Regions from separate parts of the Mus musculus genome. Here regions 1, 3 and 4 are each linked to region 2. Evidence: chromatin contacts called from public ChIA-PET and promoter capture Hi-C data. All regions are on one chromosome and are shown on one strand. Each heading gives the region's core, a stretch centred on a gene start, on an enhancer-like site or on the middle of the called end of the contact. The rest is flanking DNA. Distances are from core to core; before and after follow the strand shown. Region 1 holds the start of Gimap4 (GTPase, IMAP family member 4). Region 2 holds the start of Zfp777 (zinc finger protein 777). Region 3 holds the start of Gimap5 (GTPase, IMAP family member 5). Region 4 holds the start of Repin1 (replication initiator 1).

The links. ChIA-PET counts read pairs in DNA pulled down with a chosen protein or histone mark. Capture Hi-C pulls out chosen DNA fragments and counts their contacts.
Region 1: a contact with region 2 is called in an RNA polymerase II ChIA-PET map of memory CD8 T cells, with 13 read pairs. The contact joins the promoter of Gimap4 here to the promoter of Zfp777 in region 2. A contact is called at or near these places in 1 of 39 promoter capture datasets (the C10 cell line) and 1 of 115 datasets of contacts at active chromatin or transcription factors (memory CD8 T cells).
Region 3: a contact with region 2 is called in an RNA polymerase II ChIA-PET map of memory CD8 T cells, with 14 read pairs. The contact joins the promoter of Gimap5 here to the promoter of Zfp777 in region 2.
Region 4: a promoter capture Hi-C map of adipose tissue shows a contact between it and region 2. The contact joins the promoter of Repin1 here to the promoter of Zfp777 in region 2. A contact is called at or near these places in 2 of 39 promoter capture datasets (cranial neural crest and frontonasal cranial neural crest), 1 of 484 Hi-C or Micro-C datasets (embryonic stem cells), 2 of 115 datasets of contacts at active chromatin or transcription factors (astrocytes and neural tube) and 2 of 9 other capture datasets (adipose tissue and embryonic stem cells).

The regions. Positions count from the first base shown.
Region 1 is chr6:48,683,289-48,685,988 of GRCm38.p6, forward strand. It overlaps Gimap4 (GTPase, IMAP family member 4), which reads left to right and starts at 1,290. Exons shown (of 3, transcript NM_174990.4): 1 at 1,290-1,335.
Region 2 is chr6:48,046,739-48,049,438 of GRCm38.p6, forward strand. It overlaps Zfp777 (zinc finger protein 777), which reads right to left and starts at 1,376. Exons shown (of 6, transcript NM_001081382.1): 1 at 1,248-1,376. The coding sequence starts at 1,364.
Region 3 is chr6:48,744,846-48,747,545 of GRCm38.p6, forward strand. It overlaps Gimap5 (GTPase, IMAP family member 5), which reads left to right and starts at 1,352. Exons shown (of 3, transcript NM_175035.5): 1 at 1,352-1,585.
Region 4 is chr6:48,592,566-48,595,265 of GRCm38.p6, forward strand. Repin1 (replication initiator 1) reads left to right here and starts at 1,318. Exons shown (of 3, transcript NM_001079901.1): 1 at 1,318-1,487; 2 at 2,226-2,411. The coding sequence starts at 2,267.

The DNA.
Region 1 (2,700 bases), core at 40-2,539, 640 kb after region 2:
CTTCACAACTTCTCTCTCTTTCTCTCTCTCTCTCTCTCTCTCTCTCACACACACACACACACACACACACACACACACACACACACACACACACACACAAACACTAGCAGCAATCAATTGCCCACAGCTCTCCTTAGATAGGGCAAGAGTTCATGAGCCCTTCCCCATCAGCACTGAGGTTTTGGTCCATGCAAATTTTTGTGTGAAATGACCTTGTCATATCCAGCAAATAGTGTTTCACTGCAGTGTTCAATGACTCCAGTCTTTTCACCCCTCTTCTGTAATAAGCCCTGACCCCTGAGGAGAGGAGATATGATATAGATGTGCTATTTAAATCCAACTGTATCATGAATTATATGACATGTAAAAATACCTAAATATCCAAATTAAAAGTAGATTCTAGGGGCTGGTGAGATGGCTCAGTGGGTAAGAGCACCCGACTGCTCTTCCGAAGGTCCGGAGTTCAAATCCCAGCAACCACATGGTGGCTCACAACCATCTGTAACGAGATCTGACTCCCTCTTCTGGAGTGTCTGAAGACAGCTACAGTGTACTTACATATAATAAATAAATAAATCTTTAAAAAAAAAAAAGTAGATTCTATTTATATGCTATTAACAAGGAGCTCTCTTCTCTCTCTTTCTCTCTTACTCAATTATTTCTTTCTCTCATTTCTTTCTTTTTTTTTTTAAGCTCAGCTGCCCAGAAGTTAGTGGCTTCTTCTTCTTTTTTATTGATTGATTGATTGATTGATTGATTGATTATATGTAAGTATGCTGTAGCTGTCTTCAGACACTCCAGAAGAGGGAGTCAGATCTCGTTACGGATGGTTGTGAGCCACCATGTGGTTGCTGGGATTTGAACTCCGGTTCTTCGGAAGAGCAGTCGGGTACTCTTACCCACTGAGCCATCTCACCAGCCCCCTTTCTCTCATTTCTTAAACAAACATACAGGAGATTCAATATCACTGCCAGCCAAGTCATTGTCATTCACATTTACAGATTGTTCTGCCAAACAAGAGCTGACTGACCGTTATTTACTATGATGGACCATATTGCAGTCAACTAAAGTCCTGGTGGTGAAAAAACGTGACTATTGATTTATCACATTCCAAGTGCTAAGTAGCTACCAGCAGCCCATGGGTACCACATGAGATGACACAGAACAAGAGGACTGCAGAACGTTCTGCAGTGCAGCTTGCTAGGAAGATGGGTGGGTCCCTTGCACACTCCTATTTCCACAGTTCCTCCCCCTCGCTTCCTCTCTGCTACTCTGTTTTCTTGGTGTTTAGTATTGTTTCGAAATCAGAGAAGGTCAAAGGACCCAGATTTTCAGGTAAGAGAATAGGGATGGATGATGTGGGTGTTGAATTTGGTGAGGAAGGGGCCTCTCTACTAGCTGTGTCTAGTAAACCTCCTGACAGACCTGCTCTTGGGAATTGTATTCATTGGCTTCTGTTTCCAGCCTGATAATTTTAGGCTGTAGTCCGAGTTGAAGGCTGAGTTCTACAAATTCCTGTGTGCTTCAGGGTTCGCTGCTTTGAGGAGGACACTTTTTCTACAGGGAAAGTATTCCTGCACTGGTCAAAAAAAAAAAATTTTTTTTTTAAATGTGACTCTTCCAGGAAGAGAATGACTGAGTTAGCTTGGAGAGAGCAGGCAGGAAGAAGGCAGGGATGCGGAGGATCCCTAACAGGCTCAGCTTGGCACAGCTCCCCCAAGCTGCCATAATGTTGGGATTAGCACTAGCCTTTATCTTTTTCCTGTAAGCTGCTTCCTAGGGAACCTGCCTCTTGGGGAAACTATTTCCCCCCCGAGTTCTTAGAAGAGCTGAGCTCCCTCCAGGTAGGTCTAAGTAGGGAGGTTATGTTTACTGTGGCTACTGTTCTGAAGCCAGTAGTAGACGTTTGGTCATAGGCAGAGCGGGGATGACTTAGTCAATGAAATCTGCACCTACAGAAACACAGGTCCTGGTTTTACAGATGAATTAGAGTCTAAAGAGCTCCTCTGTCACCCTGTGCCCTCTGTCTCCCCCGACCCCGAGAAAGTTTTGAGAAATTTTCTACCATTGATACTGGGCCTCCTTGCTAATCACCAAATCAAGTCTGTGCTAAGAACCAATGCTTTGTGTGAGTTTGTGGTTTCTTTTTAGTTTATGAGAAGCTGTCTTCCACCCACCTGGCCTTCAGGCATAAAAAGCCTCTTTCAAAAGAAGCATCTAGAGTTCTGCTTCACATCTGTATCTGAGGGCTCCCTGTGTGGGGACTCTGTCCTTACCAAGGAGCATTCCAACCTGTCCTGATTGTAGTTGGCTCCAGAGTTTTCAAATGTGTTCATGTGTATTAGGTAGAGGAAACACTCAAATGAGCTGAGTGTTTCTACATAACTGTGTCTTGGTTAACAGGGAAGGATGGCTGGGTGGCACAGGCCACCCCCAAGCAGAGAGAGGTAAAGACCCAAGAAGGTCAATTTGCTTGTTTAGTAAATTGAGACCCGCCCTTTGTCCAGTGCTGTGTCTGTGCCTGGAAAGTTTCCTGTCACAGAGTCAAAGAGGAGACAGTCATATGCTAAAAAATGATTTCGTGTTACAATCATGTCTTCGATGAGGAAATGCTGCTGTGCAGTTACAGCAAAAGCAAGTGATCTCAAAAGTGGAGTCTCAGGTTGGCACTGCTGCAGGAGAGAGCCATTGGAGAGAGCA
Region 2 (2,700 bases), core at 126-2,625:
AGGTATAGCCCCCCCCCCCCCCAAGTCCTGATACAATGTCATCAGCTCCAGCAAACCTGTGGCTTGACCTTACCCTCAAGCAAAGACAGCTAAATCGAATAAGCTCAAATTCTCAAGCTGCTACCTGCTAGCAGGAGAGGAACGTTAGAATTCCTCTGCGCCACATTTCACAGCTTCTACCTGTCTCTCTTTCCTCCCCACCCTTGTGTGGTAAATGATTAGGGGCTCCAGGATCCATGCCAACATACTAGAAACATGCATAACGACACACATCTGACTTTTTACAAAAGCTGTGCCATTTTCTTACATGACCCAGGATGGTTCACTCAGAATTACATGCCATGAAGACCTAAGCCCAGAGGTAAGAATGTTTAAAAAAAAATCTTCATTTTATTTCCCAGGTGTTTTGTTATTGTTATTTTAAGAACTGCGAGGTTTTTAGGAAGCCATCTATCCTATCTCTTCCAGTATACATGGAAACAGGTTCAAAGGCACGGACTCCCATGCAGCAAACCCGCCTAGCACAGCCAGGGTGCCTCAGAGAGCACGTTGGGTGGGAGGGCGTTTAATTATTGAATGGCCCTCGGAAGAACATCAACCTCTTAGGCTCTCATTCGCCAGACCCCATTTATCCGTACCCCAAGTTTGACTCGGGGTGCTCCTGACGCAGAGGCTATGGATCACACTGCTCCCCACACCGGAGTCGCTGGGCTGGGCGCTGCCCGGCCTTCCCCTCCTCCCCCGACGGGCCGCAGCCAGTGCTCGGCTAGCCCAGGCCGCCCACCCTGGCGAAGCCGCCGCCAGCGCCACCCCTCCCCGTCCAGGCCCGCGGCACGCTGGGCAGGCCTCTACGGGACTGCGGGCACCTAGCCCGGGCCGACTCGCTACGTGACCTTGGGGCAGGCAGGGCAGGTCGCCGCCGGGTGTCCGTGCCTCAGTGTCTCCGCTCTGCGAAATGGGAGAGCCGCGTCAGCACCGCGCCCAGGCCGGGAGCCGTTCCGCGGGGCCGAGCTCTGCGGAAAACGTGCCGCTGGCCACCCCGACGGACGCAGCGCCGGCTCCGCAGCCAGGGAGCGAGCGCGCCGCCCGCGCCCCACCTCGGGCCGCGTGTCCGGGAGCCGTGCGGCCGCGCAGCCTCGCACGGACGGCCGCCGCTCCCGCCCGCCCCGGCCGTCCTCCCCCCCAGGGGGCGCGCGAGCCCGCCAGGGCGCCCCCTCCCCGCTAACGTCGCCGCGCCCGGCCCTTACCGAGACCCCAGGCCGGGCCACCGAGCCCGGAGCACGCAGGCTGTCCCCGGGGCCCCGAGGCCGCGCGTCCGTGCGCGCGCGGGCTGCCCTCCCCCGAGCCGGGGCCGCCTCGGCCATGGCCCCGCGCCGCCCGGCCCGCGCCGTGCGAGTCCCCGCCGCCGCCGCCGCCGCCGCGCGCAGCCCCACGCAGGCCCGGCGCCGTGGGCGGGCTGGCAGTGCGGCGCGGCCTGGCCTCACCCGCCGGGGCTGCGCGGCCGTCGGGCCCCGGCCTGCTCGGGGCTGTGCTCGGCGGGCGGGCGCGGGCGGCGGTGGCGGCGGTGGCGGCGTCGGAGCGCGGCTGTGCGGGCTGCGCCCGGGCGGCGAGCTGGGCCCCAGCGCTCTGCGGCCGCCCCCGGCGCGCTCGCCCGCCCCGAGCGGCCGACGCTGCGACCCCGGCTGCGGCCCGGGTCCCGGCTGCGAGCTGCGCGGCCGTCCCGGCGCCTCTTCAGCAGGGGAGCTGCACCGCAGCTGCCATGTTGCTACAAACTGCATCCTGGGAGGCATGTCCCTCTCAGGCGTTTCAAGAGGAGCGCTCGGAGGCTCGTCGGAGGCGGCCGGAACCCAGACAGCTCCATCTACAGCCGGTAGGAGCGAACAGTGAGGCGCGGGCCGCCTCGGCGCCGGACACGCCCTGAGCCCGTCGCGGCTCCCGGTCCCTCGCGGCTCACCTGGCGTCTTGGCGGCCCGGCGCCCTCGGGCCAGGCCGCGGCGGGCAGCGGCGGGCAGCGGCGGCGGCGGAGGCGGCGGAGCGGAATCCCGGGCGCGCGGCGCGCTGGGTCTGGAGGCGGGCCGATGGGCTCCGACAGCCTTCCGCCCGCGGCCGCCTGCGCGTCTCAAACCCAGAACCCGGTCGTTGGCTTTCAAAACCTGCGCTCACAAAGGGATCGGAGAGAGCCGTCACACCACAGAAAGCCGGAGTTCATGTGACCAGCGCAGTGCAGCCCGGGTTCCAGGGACGCGGGCTGTGGATCCAAGGGGAGCGAGGGGTGGGGGTGGGAGTGCTTTGTGAAAAGCCTCAGTGTTGTTTTCGGCCAGAAAGGACAGAATTCCTGGAATCTTTGAGGGCACGGGTTGGAAGGGGCTAGACGGGCTACTTAGGAGGAAACTGAGGCCGAGCCGGGAGTGGCTTGCTGATCCCAAGTTGCAGTTTTCGCCCCCTTGTACTCTTTCCAACCATGAGAGAGAACCCTCTTTCCTGGACAGGTTCAGTGAATCGCACGTTTACTGAATTTGCAGGAGCTGCCAAGATTTGGGAATGGAATGAAAAAAGAAAAATAAGTCTGAGCAGGTGTCCTGGTTACAGTTAGGGATGAATGAACCCCAACTGGAACCTAGAGGAAAAGCCAGAATAATTTTTTCACTTCATAGAACCCCGGGGGTGTCTGGGTTGGAGCTTGTCTTAGAAGGCAACCGG
Region 3 (2,700 bases), core at 102-2,601, 700 kb after region 2:
CAATGGGACAGAACCATCACTCGGAATTCTCTTTTCCTTTCTTTCTTAAAAATAATAAAAAAAATAATGATGATGATGATAATAATGAAACCCAAACCTCTTAGGACCTTTTGTTCTCCCTCTTTGCCTTTGCCTTGAGATGTACATCTTTAAAAAAAAAACAAAAAACAAACAAAAAAAAACAAACAAACAAAACAAAACAAAAACAAAAACAAAAAACTGTTTTGAGTTGAAGAGTGGGAGGATCTTGTGCTCACAGCAGCCTCTCTTTGAATTGCAAACATCCAGAACCTCCCTAGCACCCTGGGAATGTAGGGATCTAGCTTCAGCTGAAGCCTGACTGCAGGGCCCTCTCGGTTGCAGACCTTCCTCTTGCCCTAAGGACATAACAAGCTCTAGCAACTAGCAGGCACAGCTGGTCGCTACTGAGTTTAAGATAAAGGACAGAGACACTAATAAAGGATGCTGCTACATCTTCTTGAGGCTAAGGCTTTTTATTAGACTGACTCACACAGTGGCTTAGGCTGGCTTCTAACTCAAGGCAATCCTGCTGCAATCCCCTGACAAACTAGGATAAGAATAAGCCACCATGCTTAACTTCAGTTATGTCTTCTCTTAAAAATACAAGCAGAGGGCTTTATCTACCTAGCTTTAAACTAACTGTCCTTCCCTCCTTTCATCTCTCTTCCTTCCTCCCCCCCCCCCCCCACTTTCTGTGCAGTCTCTTAGAATGTCACCTCCCTAGACCCCTTGAAACCCTAGTGTTCACAACAGAGAGCCAAGTATACTTTCCTGACAATAGAAAGCATCATGGGGGAATTCTCTGAGATGAGAATCACCTTGCATAAGCCAGCACTGTGTATTATGTTCAAGGCTTAAACTTAACAGGTACAAAGGTAAAGAAATACTTCACCCTGCCCATCTGGACATTCCATAGGCGAGAAACTGTACAATGACCACCTATGGCTGTGTCAACAAATAGCAAAGAAGGGGTAGCCAGTACCGGGTCTCCTGTCTGAGCTTAGCTGCTCTTTGAGAGGGGGCAGTCCGGGTTCTCCGGGGCCAGTGCTGCTTTTCTGTCCCTCTTTAGGAGTTCTGAATGCAGAGCCTGTGACATGAGACCCCAGGAGCTTGGGGAAGTGCAGATGCTCAGCTTGGGTGCTGATGGGGAACCTGGGACGCAGCACTTTCCAGCCACACATGGGCTTTCTTGAAAAGGGTGGCTGTCTTCCACTTCTCAGGCTCCGAGAACTGTGCCCTCAACACCCCCTGAAGGGGAAATGAGTAGGGCCGGGAGGCTTTCCACAGGAAGTGGTCATTGACTAAAGCAGTTTCACTGTGTTCTGGCAAATGTTCAAGGCCTTTCCACCTACCCGAGGGGATATAGTCTGCAGGGCAGTGTGTATTCCGTCACCATGGGCTTTCTTTTCCTGCCTTCGGACTCTGGATTCATGGCTCTGCATGTAGCTGTTCTGTGAGAGCACTGCTCAGCAGGCACAGGCCCACCGCATACCTGTAAGGGTAAAGAGGAACCCGCCAGGGCGCTGACAGCCGCTTGGGAGCCAGGGAGCCGCTGTGCACTCGGGTGAGCTTGGTGTGTTGGGTTTCCTGGACAGTGAAAGAGCAGTGAATTGAGGGTCGGCGACAGCATAGAGTGGGACAGAGCCCTGAAATTTCCATGCCATCATCCCTAGGCCCTAGGCTTTCCATCTCACCATCTGCGCCTTTCTGAAACCCTCAGTTAACAAAGGTGATGGTTTTTTGATGGAGGAGTAATTAAAGTCCGAGCCACAGGCTTTCCCAAGCTCCCCCAGCAGGTGGAGCACATTTCTTCATTTTATCCCAGACTCCCCAAAGCCTACTAGGCCAGATAGACCTCATCTGAAGGAGGGCAGGATGAGTTCTTAAGGCTCTACAAGCCAGAGTGAAACCTCTATGTTCCTTCCTATATGGTCTAGCCCTTCCCTGAAAGACAGGTCAGTGAATTCTACCTTAGAATCTTGTCTGAAAACCACCCCATTCTTCATGGCCAGGTATCCCACACCTTCCCTTAACATACCCCAAGAAGCTGTGGTATGTTAACAGTATTATGTTTTAGATGTGTATGAACACCCTCGTTGTCAGCTGAACTTTACAGTAGAGGGTACTATTTCCAGGACTCTTGCCTACTAACCTGCCCTGTGACTCTTAGTACCTGGACATAAAGGAACAGGGGAGGGGCAGATGGGTGGAGCAGATGCGAGTGAAAATGTTTGTTTTGGTTTTAGTTGTGTGAGGAAATACACTGGTGCCACTGGAGACTTGTGGAGATCAGAGGACAGCTTTCTGAAGTCATTTCTACCCTTCTGCTTGGTGGAAACGGCTTCTCTCTTGTTTCTGCCACACCCTGGGCTAGCTGGCCTGACAGCCTCTGGCTGATTCTCCTATCTCCACAGGCTGCCTCACTGTGTATAGTGCTGGGATTACAGAAGCAGGCTCTGGTGCTCAGAGTCAAGTCTCCAAGCTTGTGCATCAGGCGCTTTGCCCTAGGCGTCCTTGTTGCCTGCCGGTACTTAACAAGGAAGACAAGAAAGACTCTCTCAACTTCCTGACTGAACTGTGTCCTCATTGCTTGGTAAAATAAATTGTCCTGATAAGCTGGCTTGGCTGTTTTCAGACGAGAATGAACATTTGGGTTTGTGCTTCTGCCTTCTCCTTGAG
Region 4 (2,700 bases), core at 68-2,567, 550 kb after region 2:
GAAAGTGAGCAAATAGAAAGTCAGGCAAAGATAAATTCTCAGTAGTCATAGCATAAACTGGTTTAAAAAAAAAATCACACAAAACAAACAAGTCAGGAAACCAGCAACCCAAGAAGCAAAAATTGAAGCAAACAGTCATTTTAATTAAATTTGGGAAAATAGCCCATGTTGTCAAGGAAATGGAAAAAAATGGTCATTTCTCAGGGATAACTGATGAATCTTGTCTTTGACCATCTGTTTCTACCTCCAAAAGTTTGAACCTGGACATGGGTAATGAGACATTAATCTATAAGGACATAGGAAAAATATGTAATCGATTTGCATATTTATACAGCCATTAAACTATATATATATATATATATATATATATATATATATATATATGTTTTAATATAATATATAAGAGAACAACGAAATGGGAGAAAACTTACAATATCTTAAGTGAAGAGCCAGCATGTACAGTTGCAAGGGATAACCCAGGCTTCCCCAATATAAAATACTATTCAGAACACTCGAGTATGTCAAACACCGAATGTAATTGGCTTTAGGAGGCTAATATATGAGAGGGCTAGATGGCCCTTGGGAGAGATTTTAAAAGTGTTTTTTTTTAAAATAATTGTACAATTCAAAGCTTGTCTCTGTTGAAAGCATGAAAGGACACGAAATTGCACTGGTCTGGAAGTTCCAAGATGGGGTTCTTTTGGAAAGCCAAGGCCACCTGCTAGTGGGTGGTGAGTCATGGCCACAGGCTTGCACCTGCCTCCGCAGACGCCACACTGGCTGCTGTGCGTTTCCAAGGGTAAACGACCCATTTGTGCCAACAGCCACCTGGGCCCGGCCTGCATCTCTAGAGCTTAGGCCACTCCGGATCTTAGTTGTGGGAATAGAGGGCCTTGCAGAATTCACAGTTGCGGGCCATTCATTCTTCATCCAGATGCGCTCTGTTGCCGTGGTGCTGTGTTCCAGCCCTAAGCTAGAGCGGACTGGGCAAAGCCCCAGGCTCGACGCCAGGAGAACCGTTGGTGCCCTGTCTAGTTCTCTCTGGCTCTGAGTTTTGAAAAAGACAGTAAGGGTGGACCAAACACAGTGACCACAGCCTGGCCACAAGGTGGCCCAGGGGCGAGCATCCTTTTCTGGGCAGAGGGTTAGGAAACTGAAGCTCGGGCCGGTGGCCAAACCGGAGCTGGTGGCTGCCATGGCGATGGAGCCGGGGGCCCTCCCTGGCCTTGTGCCGGAGCGGCAGTGCAGCGGGGTGACCTGGCCCGCCCCGCCCCCAGGCCGCGGCCGCCTAGCCGAGACTGACCCTCCGCAGCTCCTGTAGTCACGTGGAGCTGGGAACCCAGCGCGTGGGGGGAGGTTGGGGACGGGCCTGGCAGTTGTGAACTCGAACCTGCCGCTGTCGCCGCTGCGGGGCGGGGAACCGGCCGCAGAGGCCGGCCTGGTGCTCTATGGATGGGCGCTGCGTCCCTGGAGGGCACGCGGGAGAGGTATGGGTCGAGTAAGGGCGCAGGGGCCACCGAGGGCGTGCGAGGGCAGCTCCACCTGTGGGGCGCGTGACCGTGAGTGTGTGCGGCTGTGGGGTTCGCGCGCGCGCGCGGAATATGAAAGGGGGGGGGGAGTGTTGAGGCGCGGGGCGAGCGCACCTGCGCACAGGCTCCGCGGGCTGCGCTGTGCGTGGGACCCGAGATGGCCCACTGGCTGGTCCGAACCGGTCCAGCGAGCCAGCAAATGTGGACGGAGGACACGCATCTATACAAAGGGGGAGTGTGTGGGCCTGCTGCCACCCGGGGCTGCCCTAGATGACCAAGGAAATTCTGGAGAGTCCTGGGCACTCTGGCGCTCCCTGCGTAGACCCTCGGGAGACAGGCCTGGAATTTATGTTGCGCGGAGAGTGGGGGAAGGGGAGGCAATAGGGATTCCAGAGTTACTGCCTAGGCAGCCCTTTGGCCACTGAGAAAGAGCCTTGCAACAGATGGAGGAGGCTATTCTTCTGGGGCCCTACCAGGCTAGGAGGTGGCCTCCAAAGGCAGCACTGTGCTTCCTCAGTAAAGGGTCATGCTCATGCTTTATTTAGTTCAGTGTCCGCTAGGTCATTCGACCAGGCTGGGTATGGAGTTCAAGGCTGAACTCTGTAGCCTTGAATCTGGGAGAGACTGGGTGATGACACAAACCTGCCCTGGCTTAGCGCAGAGCCTCACACTCGTTCTTTTCTCTCCCTTCCCCAGGTAAGGCTGACCTCTCAGCAGTTAGAGGTCTGAGCTCTGCCATGGGGATAGGGATGTCTTTATTGCTACAGTTTTCTCTGTCATCCGGGGGCTACCGAAGTGTGGGCCGAAGCAGCCGAAGTCTCCCCAGGAACATCCCCAGAAGGAGCTGGAAAAAGCCTCACCCCCAGCTCTTCAGTCTTCAGGGTAGAGTTTGGCCTTTCTTGTGCCCTCAAACCAACCCATAACTCCAGCGCTCATGTCTCCTATACTTGCAGGACAGGGATGTACTGGGGAAGGAATCCATTCTCCTATCATGGAGTCTTCCCTGGGTTCAGGCGGGGGTGGGAGTTGGGGGTTGGTGGGGTTGAGTCATGTCTGTAGTCCCCCAAAAGAGAGCAGGCTGTAAAGGAATTCAGGAGGTTTTGCCCGGACAGAGGCCACGAACAGACATGAAAAGGTCCCTGGGAAGTCTTACTGCCACCCCTGAACTGAC